Regions from separate parts of the Sus scrofa genome. Here region 1 is linked to region 2. A link is a contact called in public HiChIP or PLAC-seq data. All regions are on one chromosome and are shown on one strand. The core of a region is the stretch at or near the end of the contact, and the rest is flanking DNA. Distances in the headings are between cores, read along the strand shown.

Evidence for each region. HiChIP or PLAC-seq counts read pairs in DNA pulled down with a chosen protein or histone mark.
Region 1: a contact with region 2 is called in an H3K27ac HiChIP or PLAC-seq map of alveolar macrophages. The contact joins two enhancer-like sites. A contact is called at or near these places in 2 of 2 datasets of contacts at active chromatin or transcription factors (alveolar macrophages and skeletal muscle).

What each region holds. Positions count from the first base shown.
Region 1 is chr1:75,318,983-75,325,702 of Sscrofa11.1, forward strand. It overlaps C1H6orf183 (putative uncharacterized protein C6orf183 homolog), which reads left to right. Exons shown (of 48, transcript XM_021090835.1): 17 at 4,651-4,843. Among named protein-coding and RNA genes, the nearest start is that of C1H6orf183, 94 kb to the left of the region's middle. Within about 2 kb of position 2,174, at least 10 of the 83 cell types and tissues checked have an H3K27ac peak or open chromatin away from gene starts, as enhancers often do. A contact at or near this core is called in alveolar macrophages, where this site is marked.
Region 2 is chr1:74,633,228-74,641,085 of Sscrofa11.1, forward strand. All of the region lies in intron 1 of FOXO3 (forkhead box O3), which reads left to right. Among named protein-coding and RNA genes, the nearest start is that of FOXO3, 7.5 kb to the left of the region's middle. Within about 2 kb of position 3,049, at least 35 of the 83 cell types and tissues checked have an H3K27ac peak or open chromatin away from gene starts, as enhancers often do. A contact at or near this core is called in alveolar macrophages, where this site is marked.

The DNA.
Region 1 (6,720 bases), core at 924-3,423, 680 kb after region 2:
ACAACAATGTGAATGTACATAATGCCACTGAACTGTACACTTAAAAATGGCTAAGATGATAAATATTATGTATTTTTAGTCATTTAAAATGCAAGATATGATATAAAATTTTATATATTGATATAAATGATATCATATTATGAAATAAATCATATCATAAATGATTTATTTCTTAACAAATGTTTTATTCAGCCTTAAAAAGGCCAATGTTTCTTTTTTTTTAATCTTTTATTTTTATTTATTAATTTTTTTGCTTTTTAGGACTGCACCTGTGGTATATGGAGGGGTCTAATTGGAGCTGCAGCTGCTGGCCACAGCCACAGCCACAGCCACAGCCACAGCCACAGCAATGCCAGATCTGAGCCACATCTGTGAACTATACCACAGCTCACGGCAACACCGGATCCTTAACCCACTGAGCGAGGCCAGAAATTGAACCGGCAACCTCATGGTTCCTAGTGGGATTCATTTACACTGTGCCACGACAGGAACTCCAAAGGGCCAGTGTTTCTTAACTTTTTATTATTATTATTATTATTATTATTATTATTACTTCTCACACAAGGACTTTTTAGACTTTTCTTTATCACTCCCCTTCAAAGAAATGTTAATACTAGAGGTATGCCATATATCTGTTTATGTACTGTCTATATATTTGTGCTTCATACATAAAAAGAGTAAGATTTTTTTTCCCTCCAAGAACTACTTTTTACCCTTGACATTATCGCCTCTGTTGAGAATGCTTTTGTTTGGCTGTGATGACATAAGATGAGACTCCATAGAGGCAAAACCCAGGAATTCTGACTGGTATATGTTAAAAATACAAGTAGGGAACAGGAGTTCCTGTCATTGCACAGTAGAAATGAATCTGACTAGGAACCACGAGGTTGCAGATTTAATCGCTGGCCTCACTCAGTGGGTTAAGGATCCTGCATTGCTGCGAGCTATGGTGTAGGTCGCAGACGTGACTCAGATCTGGCATTGCTGTGGCTGTGGCGTAGGCCGGCAGCTGTAGCTCTGATTAGACCCCTAGCCTGGGAATCTCCATATGCCATGGGTGTGACCCTAAAAAGACAAAAGACAAAAGACAAAAAAACAAACAAACAAACAAACAAAAAGTAGGGAACATAAAATCATAGACTAAAAGAAATCTATGTGCAAATATTCCAAAATCATTCATCCCTATTTTACTTATTTTCTAAGCCCTGTGCTAAGCACTGATACAATAATGAACAAAACCAGACATGTTCCTTGTCCTAATTAAATCCAGTGAGTGAAACAAATATTGATCAATAATCTCATAATAAATGTAAAACAGTGACCTCAATAAGTATGTCAAAAGAAAGATACTTGGTGCCATAGGAGGCTAAAGGGGGTTCACTGTGAAAGTGATGATTGAGCTGATGTTGGAAGATGAAGGGGCTTTAAGTAGGCAAAGAGGGAGGAAGATATTCCATTGAGAGGGGAAAGCCTATGCATAAGGCTCAAGGGAGCATGGCCCCTAAAATAATCAAAAGAAGACATGGAAGGCTACGATACAGTGATCTAGGTAGAAAGTGATACAAAATGAAGGTAGCCTCAGGTTTCTCAACCTTGGTACTATTGTCATTTGAGGCCTGATAATTCTTCACTGTGTGGGGCTCTCTTGTGTGCTGTCAGATATTTAGAAGCATGCCTGGCCTCTACACACTAGATGCCAAGAGCACCTCCCCCCGAGTTATAACAACCAAAAATATCTCCAGACATGGCCAGTTGTCCTCTGGGGGGCAAAAATCACAGTTGATTCAAAACCACTGGTGGGAGATAGGCAGGGGCCAGACCATGTAGACTTTTTTATGGAGTTTTGCTTTGTCTGTGAGTAATGAGAAGCATTTTGGGATATTAAAAAGAAGAAGGGATGACATAATCTAAACTCCACTTCTAAAACATCCTCTTCCAGTAGTGAATACAATGGAGGGGAGAATAAGCCCAGGCCAGAGGGGATGTGGACTAATTAAGAGGCTAGACCAGTTTAGAAGCTCCTGGACTAGTCCTACTGCAGGATAATAACAGCTTGGACTAGGATGGTGGGTGGTGGAGATGCAGACAAGTGGATGGATTTGAGAGATAGAAAGTAAAATCAACAGGACCTCATGATTGATTGGACATGTAGGGTGAGGCAGAAAGAGACGTCAGGAATGATTCATGGTAGAGGAAGTGGATGGGTGGTGGTGCTATTTACTAAAATGAGGAAACTGGAGGTGGCCTAGGTTTGTGGGGGAAGATCACATAATTTGATCATGTTAACTTTGAGAGTCCTTTGAGAGGCCTAGGAACAGAGGCCAAATAGGTATTTGGATATGTGGGTCTGGATCTCTAGGAGGCCTGGATTGGAAATATGAATTGAGGAACTAATGGTCTAAAGGTGGTAATCTCATCTGTCGAAGTGTGCTGTCTCTTAAGGAAGGACTGCAGCAGGAAAAGAGGAAGTCCTAGGACTGGGGCTTGAGTGTTGTGGCCACCATTTAATGACCCGATAGAAAAGAAACGGCTAGAAAGTTGGTGAGAGCAAAGAGAATGTGGAGTCCCTGAGGCCAGAGCAGAGACTGGGTCAAGAAGCAGGGAGTGCTGAACTGTGTCAGAAGCTCCTGAGAGATTACTTAAAATGTCTAAAGAAAGCCTGCTGGATGTGAGCAAAGGTCATTGTTGGACTCAGTGAAAGTGGTTTGGGTGGCTTGGTGGAGGCAGGAGCCAGATGGGAATGAGTGAAAAGTAGGAGGTGAGGAAATGGAGGCAGTGAATACAGGTAATATCTTAGGTGGCTGGACTGTGAGGAGGAGGAGACATGGGAACCTGGGGAAGAGTGTGAGGATGTTTTAAAATAAGAGGGCTAGGAGTTCCTGTTATAGCTCAGTGGTAATGAATTCAACTAGTATCCATGAGGATGCGGGTTCCATCCCTGGCCTCGCTCAGTGGATTAAGGAACTGGCATTGCCATGAGCTGTGGGATAGGTCGCTGACATAGCTTGGATCCTACGTTGCTATGGCTGTGGTGTAGGTTGGCAGCTGTAGCTCTGATTTGACCCTAGCCTGGGAACTTCCATAAGGCCTCAGGTATGACCCTAAAAAGCCAAAAAAAAAAGAAAGAAAGAAAAGGAGGGCTATGGGGTTGAGTCACTGCAGAGGCACAGGTTTGATCCCTGTCTAGCAAAGTGGGTTAAGGATCTGATGTTGCAGCAAGAAGCATAGGTCACAGCTGCAACTTGTATTCAGTCCCTGGCCTGGGAACTTTCATGTGCCGTGGGTGTGACCAAAAATAAAAATAAGACAGCCATGAGCAAGTTTCAATGTCAGTTGAGAAATCTCTGGTTGAAATGAGTTGAATGTCTGAGAAGAGAAACTTCAGAGGGGGAGAGAGTGGCCGTAGAGGAGGGAAGTGGAATTGGCCTCTGCAGTGCAGAGGGAGCAGGAGAGCAGGAGGAGGTTTGTATGTAAGTGGAGAAGTGGAAGGGCTTCCGTCGAGAGTGAGGGAGACTGGGCACTGGGGCAGGGAGTGAGGGAGAGAATTCAGAGGCTTGAGAAGGGTAGAGAAGTTGTGAATTATGAGAATTACTATTAGAATAGCATTCTGAGAAAGCAATAGGTCCTCAGTCATCTAAAAACATAAAATTATGACTGGAATACTCAAATTACTTGTTTTAGTTTCCTAACACTTCATAATGACGTACCACAAAGTGAGCGGTTCAGAACAACTGGGAGATAAATTTATTCTCTGACAGTTCTGGAGACTCCGAGTCCAAAATCAGGGTGCCAGCAGGGCCGTGTTGTCTCTGAAGGCTCCAGGGGAAAATCCTCCTTGCCTCTTCTGGCTTCTGGTCGTTACCAGCAATCCTTGGTGTTCCTTGGTTTGTACATGCATCACTTCAGTCTCTGTCTCGGCCTGCAAGTGGCCTTCTCCTCTTTGTATCAGCCTCCAAATTTCCCTCTGAAACATCAGTCATTGGATTGGGGCCCACTTTAATCCAGTATGGCCTCGTCTTGTGTACATCTGCAAAGACTCAATTTCCAAATAAGGCCACATTCACAGGTTTCCAGTGGACATGAATTTCAGGGGGGCAATATTCAACTAAGTATGTTACTAAGATGTGAGATTGTGTTAATGCATTTTAGAAGTATTAGATTTAAAGAAAAATCTTTAACAGCTAAAGTTTATAGATCTCAAGGTCTCACTCATATGCACAGTGTCACTCCCTACAACAACTGTTGTGGTGTCTCCACTGTCCCCATGTTACAATTTAGGAAATGGAGGCTAAGAGTAGCTGAATGACTTACCCAGGGTGAGATCCTGGAAGAGCTGGGACCTGAACATGGACACTGACTTCAGAGACCACTTTAGCACTTGGCTCTATTGCTTACCTTTTTCTAGATAATCCCAGGTTAATCAGTAAAACCTTAAACAGCTAGTTATTTGTTTTAGAACTACCCATCCCTGATGACATTCCTTGTTAATATCTTTTTTCTCTACATACAGCTCTTTATCCATCCATCATGTCTACAGCTCCATGCTGACAGCCCTGATTATAGGAGCAGAAACCTGCTGTTTGGTCTATTTGAGCCAGCAAACTATAGCTCTCCCTCCTGGTAATCTGCAACCTTGACTTTCTTTCCCAGGTCCAGGGCATCCAGTTCATGGAGTTCTCAGAAGTGGAGAACCAAGATGACTACTACAGCATGGAAGCTGGTTACATCCACACCCAGGACCAGCAGGGAATCTATGTCATGTATGATGAAGCCTTGAGTGATCTGAAGGAACTAGAGACAGAACTGCTGCTTGTGGCCAGCCATTACGTTGAGAAAGAAAAAGGTCAGAAGTCAGATTTTTAAAAACCATCCAGGCAAACAAGCAAAAAAAATACAAAGGGCTTCATTTAACATTTCCCATCTCAAAATATAAATGCATATCCAGTAGTATCTTGAAAATTCTATTAGCACACATGCCTCTCCCAACACACACCACTTTCGAAAAGATAGTTTTGTTTCTAGCTCAAGTTCCTCATTTGTTGGAGACTGTGACTTGGTATAATTTTTACTGCTATTTAGACTCCACTTGTTGCCTAGCGGCATTTCTCCATCACCCATTAGGTGCAGGGCCCTGAGGGAAGCAAAGTTAGCAAGTGAAATTAACAGTTTTTTTCTGAGTGACAAAAAATAGTAATTGACCTTGGGGAAACCAGTTAGAAGCAGAGATATTCCTGAGCTTCTGACAGAAAATCACCAGGATGCACAAAGACCTGGCCAGGAAAATGCCAGACAAGCCCCAAACAAAGAAATCATTACTCAGGGTAATCAAATAACTCATATCTGTATTCTCTCTTCCTTTTGGTATCACCCAAATTTATCCAGTTTTAGAAGGTGAGGTAAGAATCATTCCTTTTGAAATAATATGGCCTGACTGGTGTTGCATTTGGAAAGAATTTAAAGAGTTTCTAGACACACTGCAATACCTGAAGGGAAATTTAGTAAGGGATTGTGCCGTTTGGTAATGTATATACAGACTTTAAATAAGTATAATTCGTGTTCATATTATTATAAAATGCTTCTCAAAAATATTTTACAATTAGGAGTTCCCGTCGTGGCTCAGTGGTTAACGAATCCGACTAGGAACCATGAGGTTGCGGGTTCGGTCCCTGCCCTTGCTCAGTGGGTTAACGATCCGGCGTTGCCGTGAGCTGTGGTGTAGGTTGCAGACAAGGCTCGGATCCCGCGTTGCTGTGGCTCTGGCGTAGGCCGGTGGCTACAGCTCCGATTCAACCCCTAGCCTGGGAACCTCCATATGCCGCGGGAGCGGCCCAAGAAATAGCAACAACAACAACAACAACAAAAGACAAAAAAAAAAAAAATTTTACAATTAACCTTTCAGATCCCATCAAGAATTAATTTAGTATTGGGTTAAACTCTTCGTTTTCTCTTGGCCGCAGACCATTTGTGATCTGAATGATGGGATGTGGTGATGGCATCCACCATTCCACGGCATTTAATTTCAGCCCTTAGCTTTCATCTTTATTGGTCGTCCAACATACTAGTGCACCATTTATGCTGATACTAATTTACAATACAATGTGACTATTTCCAGCTGCTAAGAACTTGCTTTGGGAAGTTCCTGCTATGACACAGTGGATATAAATGCATATCCAGTAGTATCTGAAAAGGATCTGGCTTTGACACAGCTGTGGTGTAGGTTGCAGCTGCAGTTTGCATTCGATCTCTGTCCTAGGAACTTCCATATGCCACGGGTGAAGCTAAAAGAGGGAAAAGAAAAAAAAAAAGAGAACTTTGATTGAAATACTTAATCATATGAGCATCTCTCAACTACTGAGTGTATAGTCATCTGTTGTGAAATGATTTCCCAACTGCTGCTAGAGAAATTCCTGACCAAAGTTTTTCTCTTGTTTAGTACCCATCATATATTTGATAATTATTAAACCTGAAAATCGCTTAATTTTTAATATTTTATTCTGAAATAGGCCACTTAAAATTTTAAGCAATAATAACGCTGATAGTGAAAACTTACATTAGTATAGTGGGAAAATATTTTAGCTGAATAATGGCAATGATTACACTTATTGATTCAAGTTAGTAATTAACATATTTAGGGAGTATCTTAGAAATTTTCCTGAAAATTTTTGACTTGGCTGGCATTAATGATATAGCAGGTTAAACTGGGTTTGTTGTTAAACCACC
Region 2 (7,858 bases), core at 1,799-4,298:
CATTGATTGGGGGTGTTTTTTGTTTTATTTTTGAAGTTTTTCAGGTGATTATAGCAGACAGCCGAGATGAGGTTTACTAATCTAGTTAAGCCCTTTTATTTTATAGGTGAAGAACATGATTCTACAAGTTAATGATTTTTCCTAGATGGGACAGCTAGTTATTTAGTACAGAAGTAATTAGTAGCCGAGGTTTTAGAGATCTTTGTTCTGTTTCATTTTTTAGGGCTGAACCTGTGGCATATGGAAGTTCCCAGGCTAGAGGTAGAATTGCAGCAGCAACTGCTGGCCTACCCACAGTCACAGCAATGCTACATCCAGGCTATGTCTGCGACCTACACCTCAACTCATGGTAACACTGGATCCTTAACCCACTGATCGGGGCCAGGGATTGAACCCACATGCTCTTGGATACTAGTTGGGTTCATTTCTGCCCAGCCTTGATGGGAATGCGTAGAGATCTTTGTTCTTTTTTTTTTTTTTTTTTTTTTTTTTTGTCTTTTTGTCTTTTTGTCTTTTTGTCTTTTCTAGGACTGCGTGCTGCACATGGAGGTTCCCAGGCTAGGAGTCTAATCGGAGCTGTAGCCACTGGCCTATGCCAGAGCCACAGCAACGTGGGATCCAAGTTGTTACACTGCAGCTCATGGCAACGCTGGATCCTTAACCCACTGAGTTCCTGGTTGGATTCGTTAACCACCGAGCCACAACAGGAACTCCGAGATCTTTGTTCTTTATCGCACCATTTTTCTCTTTAAATTGATCCTTTCTAAGGTTATTTACTAAGTACTGAATAGTTTTAAATAACTAGAGGTTGTTTTCCTGAAAAGTGTATTTGCCTCTCAATCTAAAAACATCTTGGTTATTATTGTTTCAGCATCGAAAAGATAGACAAATATTAATGGAGGCTAAGTGAGTGCACAGTGTTTGCAAAGCTGTCTGGGGTCTATCAGGATGGGTACTAGGAACTATGAAGTGACGAAAGTGGCAGAAAAGAGCATTTTAACAAAAGGAGGAAGCTCTTGGTTACTTTAAGTTTGTCAGATGCTAACTGTGCCAGGGAGAAAGGTGATGGCTATCTCACAGGTTCCCTTACTTCAGGCGCTAAAGTAGAAATGAATGATCAGATGTGGTTAAGAGGGGAAAAGGTTACATTTCCTTTAATTCAGATTAAGCTAACTTGCACAGCACCCTTAATTGAATTGGTGGGTTCTCTTGTTTCCTCCTGTCTCAGGCAGACCTCTAGGACTCCAGGGTTTACCTGGGAAGGCCTGTTTATCACTGATTCTCCTTCACATGCCTGCACGCCTGCTTTTCCCATGAGTCAGGGCACAATTATGATAGGCAGCCCTGAGTTTCTGTAGTGAGTCCTGTAATTTCACAAATGTAAGATACCGTGTGAGGACTTTGCTGCTGTTGCAGTGGATGACTCCTCAGGAGAGTGGGTCTTCCTTTATGTGAGAATGCATCCTCTTACTGATGCTTCCCAGGGTTAAAAGAGGAAGGCCAACCTGCCACGTAATGCCTGCTAATGTCCTCACCGTCTCCTCTTTAGATGAACGCATTCAGTTGCATTTCAAGAGATTGAATGAAGAAAATATTATTTTAACTGCAACTTTGATGTTTAAAAATCGTTAAAAATTTTAAGTTTCAAGATGACAAAGTCACAGCAATTCCATGTTGGCTTCTAATTTTGCCCTCGGTCACCTTTTGGAGTAACTCACCAAAGGGCCAGTTTCGGTCGTGCCATACGAGGAATCTGTCTTCAGCCTGGCCCCGGTTGCCAGAACGCTGTTTTGTAATTTCCTTTGGCAGTGCTGTCTTTGTCGGTGATTCTCAACTAACATACTTCCTCTTTGTAGGGCAGCAGTACACTAGGGGGACTGTTTTTCTTCTTTTGCAAAGCTGTGTCATCGACCAATGAAGTGAAGAAATTGGCCCTTTTAGACTTTGATCTGTGAGCCCTGGGTAGCAGAGAGACTCTTTTAAAAAGAAGCTAAGTGTTTGTTTTGATATATTTTATTTCCTCCTTAGAAAATTCAGTGAAACTATGCAAACTTATTTTTAGGAGTTTTTAGGAGGGTTCTATTTTAAGAGAATGACACCATAGAAGAACATCTTGTAGTTAAATTTTTTAATACTCATGATTCTTACTCAATACCTGTAAGATGTTTTTATTTGGAAGATTAATGAAGAAGCCTTGCCTCACTAAAAAAATCATTTACTTGGTCTGCAGAAATTTGAGCAGGCCCATTCATCAAAGATCTTGCTGAAATGCAAAGGTGTGATTGTTTAAGCCAGTGCCTTCTAGCGAGGTACCCAACTTATCCTTTGCTGATCCGATTCCAGATTCCCTGGACTGGAGAGAATATGGAATTTATTTTGTTCTCATACCCATTCATCTTGTCTGTGGGGAACAGACTGATCCTATTTTTGGCTCCTCTTTTTTCTCCTCAACTTTTCCTGTATCACTTGTGGAGGGGCCCTTAGGGCCCCTTGGGCTTTTTGCATCTGTAGAGGGAGTGAGGGATGCCGTGTTTGTAGATGGCTTAGTGTCAGTAAATGCTACAGCTGCTGTACAGTAAGTGAGTCAAAGATTGGAAAGAGAAAACCCTTTTTAGCCATTTGCCTCTCATGCCATTTCATTCATTTGACAAATATTTATCAAAAGCATACAGCATGCAGGGTGTTCTGCCGGGCCCATGGATGCAGTGGTAGCACAGGGCAGATAAGATTCCAGTTCACAGCAGTTCATGTTCTCTTGCGGGAAGACAGAAAGTAAACTTGCAAATCTCTGCTTTGTAAACTTGTCATTAACGTCCTTTCTCTTTGCCTTTTTCCCCATCTGTACTTCTGCTCTCCTTAGTGCTTTGGCTCTCCGCAGAGTAGTTACCGGCAAATGGCAAAGTTGATGTTGAGCTCTGACTTAGAGAGCTGGTCTTTAGCTCTTTGCAGATCATTTTTAGTTTGCTTTGGAGGCACAAGACCACTGTCACATGGCTCCTGTAGTTTGGGTCTGTTTCAGTGAAGCTGGGGCCTTCCTAAGTCCACTCGGATTAGAGACAGGCCTGTGGCCCTGAACTAACCTTAAGTCACCAGTTCTGTCCTGTGGGGCCGTGGTGGACTGGCCTCTTGGGGGTGGTGGGGGGGTGGAGTCTTGGTGCAGTAGAATCATCTGCATTGCTTCTTGCCTCAAATGCAGAACCAAAAAAGTCTTAAAGATCATCTAACGACTGTATTTTACAAGTGAGGAAACTGGCCAGGAGCATGTGAGTGACTAGCTCAGAGACACACAGCTAGCAGGGGTGGAGTTAAGAGTGTGTCCGTGTGAGCCCAGGGCACTAGTGTTCTGTAATGTCTCTTGCTAACCATTGTGGTTTCACAGCTGTTCGAGTTAGTGCCTCCATTTCTGCAAATTCTTACTTCATTTTGCTGTCCTCTGCTCCCCCTCCCCCATCCTCCAGGCAGGCTGGCTGGCAGGAGGGAAGTTGTGTTTCTCATTTTGCGTTTTTCCTCAGCACTCTGAGCTCACCTTGTTAGAAAAGCCTATTCTCTCAGCCCCACCCTACGCTGCCCACCCCCTGACTCCTGCCTGTTTCTTTGTCACTTTTCTGTGGTTCCTGTATATTCTCAAGTACAGTGTGAGAGCCTGGACAGCAAGGAAGGTGTCTACCAGACAAAGGCATTTCTGATACTTGGAGTGATTTTCTTTTCTTTTCTTTTTTTTTCTTTCTTCTTCTTCTTCTTTTTTTTTTTCTTAGGGCTGCTCATGCGGCATATGGAAGTTCCCAGACTAGTGGTCGAATAGGAGCTGCAGCTGCCGGCCTACACCACAGCCACAGTAACAAGGGATCCGAGTCACATCTGCAACCTACACTACAGCTCATGGCAACACCGGATCCTTAACCCACTGAGCAAGGCCAGGGATTGAACCCAAGTCCTCATGGATACTAGTTGGGTTTGTTTCCACCAAGCCACAATGGGAACTCTTGGAGCTGCTTTTGGGATCATGTCCTCAGCGCATGAGCTTATTAGCCTTGTTCTGGGACAGCGACACTGAAAAGGTTTGACGTGAGTCAGGAGTGAGGTGATGCCTTTTGGATACTTGTAGCTATGGAGGTGGCCCAGACTCCCTAGTGTTGATATGATGTAGTATAATTATGAAATGATGTTCTGCTGTCTAAGGCGCTTCTTGCAGTGTCTTGTTTCCTAATGTAGAAGTCCCTGAAAACTTCATCAGTCTTTACCCACCACAGAAACTGAGGAAAACCTGATCTTAGGGTGACCTTTCCTTCAGAGAAAGTTGAAATCAAGTCTGTCCTCTGTGCGGGCCCCCCACTTTATGTGGCATCAATATGTCTAGAAAGAGTCATGGCATGTTCAGCCTAAAATGTATTTACCTACTTCTTAAGGGAACAGAGCTCTTGTGTAAAACTAAGTTATCTGCATTGGACGCTTAAATCCCAGATGCACTTAAAGTTTTATTTTTATGGGTTGGAAAATAGAAGTCACATATGAAGGAAGAAGAGATAGGGAGCATTCTGTGAGTTGGGCCTTTCCAGGGCCCGTCTGCAGCTCTTCTGACGTAGTCTGTCTTTTTTTTCTTTTTTTTTTTTTTTGGCCGCGCCTGTGGCATATGGAAATTCCCTGGCTAGGGATTGAACCCATGCCATAGCAGTGACTTGAGCCTGGGCAGTGACAGTGCCGAGTCCTTAACCACTAGGCCACCAGGGAATGCCCTGAGGTAGTTTGCTGAATAGGTTGTTGGGCTAGTGATTATCTTAGAGGATCCTGATTCTGATTGTATCACTACCCAGAAAGGCTCTAAACATTTTATTCTTGACCTCACAACTTTCCTTTCTCAGTATTGCAGTTTCCTTGGTTGGAAAAAGAAGTACGATAGGAAATATCCATAGAATATTGTGATGCATCCCTCTACCTGGTAAAACACAAATGTATGATCAGAGTATGTTCCAAGCTGGTTTTTTTTTCACTTGGACTTTTTTTTTTTTTTTTTTTAAGGTTTTAATCTTTGAGAAGTTTTCTCTGCAGGGTGTCAGTCACTACTTTGGGATAATATTACTAAGTGAAGTGGACTAACTTCTCTGATGGCCTGAGGGGCTTGCACTAATTTGCTACTCTAGTAATTGCTTGTGGTGAAGAAGCCAGATTATCTTACAGGGGCTCTCCATGCCTGGGTGTCCAGATGAGACAGGTGAGCCCAGAGTACTCTGTGGCACACGCGTAGGGGGCAAGGCCAAGGTAGGATGTGACCCCTATCACAGACAACCACATGCATTAGCTTTCCTCTGGAGTGAACCCATAATAAAGCCAACAGATTGCCTTTGGCAGTTTCCAGTATGTGTTTTGTAATTTCTTATTTCTTTGAAGACTTTTGAGTGTATATGTGTTGGAGAATCTACATCATATTTTTCCTTGTTTTTTAGATGTCTAGTAAAATTAATTGGCTTCTGAAAAGCCAATTTTAATAAAATTAACTTGGCTTCTGAAGCCATTGAGAATTTTCTTTAAATTTAGAGCCAGCAGAGGGAGTATATACAAGTCTTTCAGCTAATCTCAAGGTTTTCTTTCCCCCACCTACCTTAAATAATACCTTGGTTAAAAACAAAAAAGAGCTCTAATATATAGTGTTCCATGTAGGCTTATGTCATCATTTAGACAGGATAATTTGGAGGGAATGCTTGAAAACCTAAGATAACTACTTTTGTTTTAAAGGAAATTGGGCTTCTAAGACCCATGGTCCACTTCCACCCCCAAATAGTTAAATGAAAGCCTTTTAAGCTGAAAAATATTCTCCTCTGCCTTACCTCTTTTTGCCACTCCACTCTTGATAATACATGCGATTGTTCATCTATACCTGATACCAAACTACGCAGTATGTTTAGAGTCTGGATCAGTGGATTGTTCTGTGTGCTAGTGCTGTTCTATTTGAGACTTTTGATATTTTCCAAGACTTTCATTTTCCCACAGGTGAGAAAAAGGCAAAAGCTACATTAGTCCCTATTCAGATTTAGTACTCAAGGCTCCACCTGAGGTGGTATCTTTGGACTTTTTTAGAATCTAAACTTCTCTAGTTCTGTGAAGCTGTAATTTGTTACCTTCCTCCACTTTGCCCCAAATTTTGGTGGTGGTGGTTTCCTTTATTTTGTTTTATTTCATTTCATTTCAATTTATTTTATTTTTTGTCTTTTTAGGGCTACACCTGTGGCATATGGAAGTTCCCAGGCTAGGGGTCGAATCAGAGCTACAGCTGCCAGCCTATGCCACAGCAACGCGGGATTCTTAACCCACTGAGTGAGGCCAGGGATCGGACCCACATCCTCATGGATACTAGTTGGGTTTGTTACCCCTGAGCCACGATGGGAACTCTGGTGGTAGTGGTTTATTTTAATTTCGGAACTGTAGTGGGTTGAATAGTATCCCCCACCCGCCCCACCTTCATGTCCACCTGGAACCTCAGAATACAACCGTATTTGGAAATAAAGTTTTTCTGGGAGTAATTAGGTAACTTAAGATGAGGTCATATTGGATTAGTGTGGGCCCTAAATCCATTGTCCTTGGAGGGAGAGGAGTGGACACACTAGGTGCAGAGAAAGCTGTGTGCATGCTTAGGCAAAAGTTGGAGCAGAACAGTTACAGGCCATGAAGCACCAGATGGCTGGGAGATACCCACAGCAAGGCAAGGGCCAGGGACGACCCCTCCCCTGGAGCTTTCAGAGGGAGCGTGGCTCTGCGACACCTTGATTTTGGACTTCTGGACTCCAGCGCTCTGAAAGAGTAAGATCTTGTCATTTGAAGGCCCTAAGTTTGTGGTCATTTGTTATGGTAGCCTTAAGAAAGAAACTTCTCAGGGGCAGAAGAGAGGGTCAGGTAGGATTGCAGATAGAGGAGAAGAATAAAAAGGTTTTATTTTATGTTTTAATTGAGATAATTGACATCATTTCTTAGAGTGAGGTTTACAGTATGATGATTTGGTATTTATAGGTGTTGCAAAATGATTATCACCATAAGTGTAGCTATTTTTTTTTTTTTGAAGTGAGAACTTTTAAGATTTACTCTGTCAACAGCTTCGAGATACACAAGTGCTGATGACAGTCACCACTCTGTATATTACATCCCCAGCACTTAACTTATTTTATAGCTGGATGTTTGTACCTTTTGACCCTCATCACCCATTTTGCCTGCCTAACTATAAGAAAGGTTTGGGATTTTGTTTTGTTTTGTTTGTTTGTTTGTTTGTTTGTTTTTTGCAGCATTCAGAAGTTCTCAGGCCAGGGCTCAAACCTGCACCACAGCAGCGACTCAAGCCACTGCCATGACCATGCTGGATCCTTAACCTGCTGAGCCACCAGGAGAACTCCCCAAAAAGGCTTTGCTTAGATTATAATTAAAATGTTAATCATTCATAGGCTACTTTGTGCTATTTAAATTTCCTTTTTCTTTATCCTGGCTGGAGGTGTAGGAGGAGGCTTGAGTTCCCCTGATCTCTGAGTGAGAATGCCCACATCTCGTCCCTCTCTTCTATTTCTAATGGTGTGTGTTCTGGGCTCCCTCCCACCCCGTGTACTAAATTTCTGCTTCTTGGCCTGTTTTGTGAAGCTGGTGGAATGGCTGTGCTTGTGAATTGTGGACTTGAGGTTTAGTCTAAGGCCCTGAGGTCTGTCTCAGAGCTTTGGTCTAGGATAGTCAGTCTTCAGGGGGTGGGGGCAGTGGCCTGGGTCCTCAGCAGAAGGGTAGTGTTGGAGAAGAGTTCTCTCTTCCCCTTCTAGTTAGGCTGGGAAGAGGAGCCCCAGCAAGTTCACGGCCATCTGTGGTGGGAGGAAGGCTAATCCAGAATCTCTCT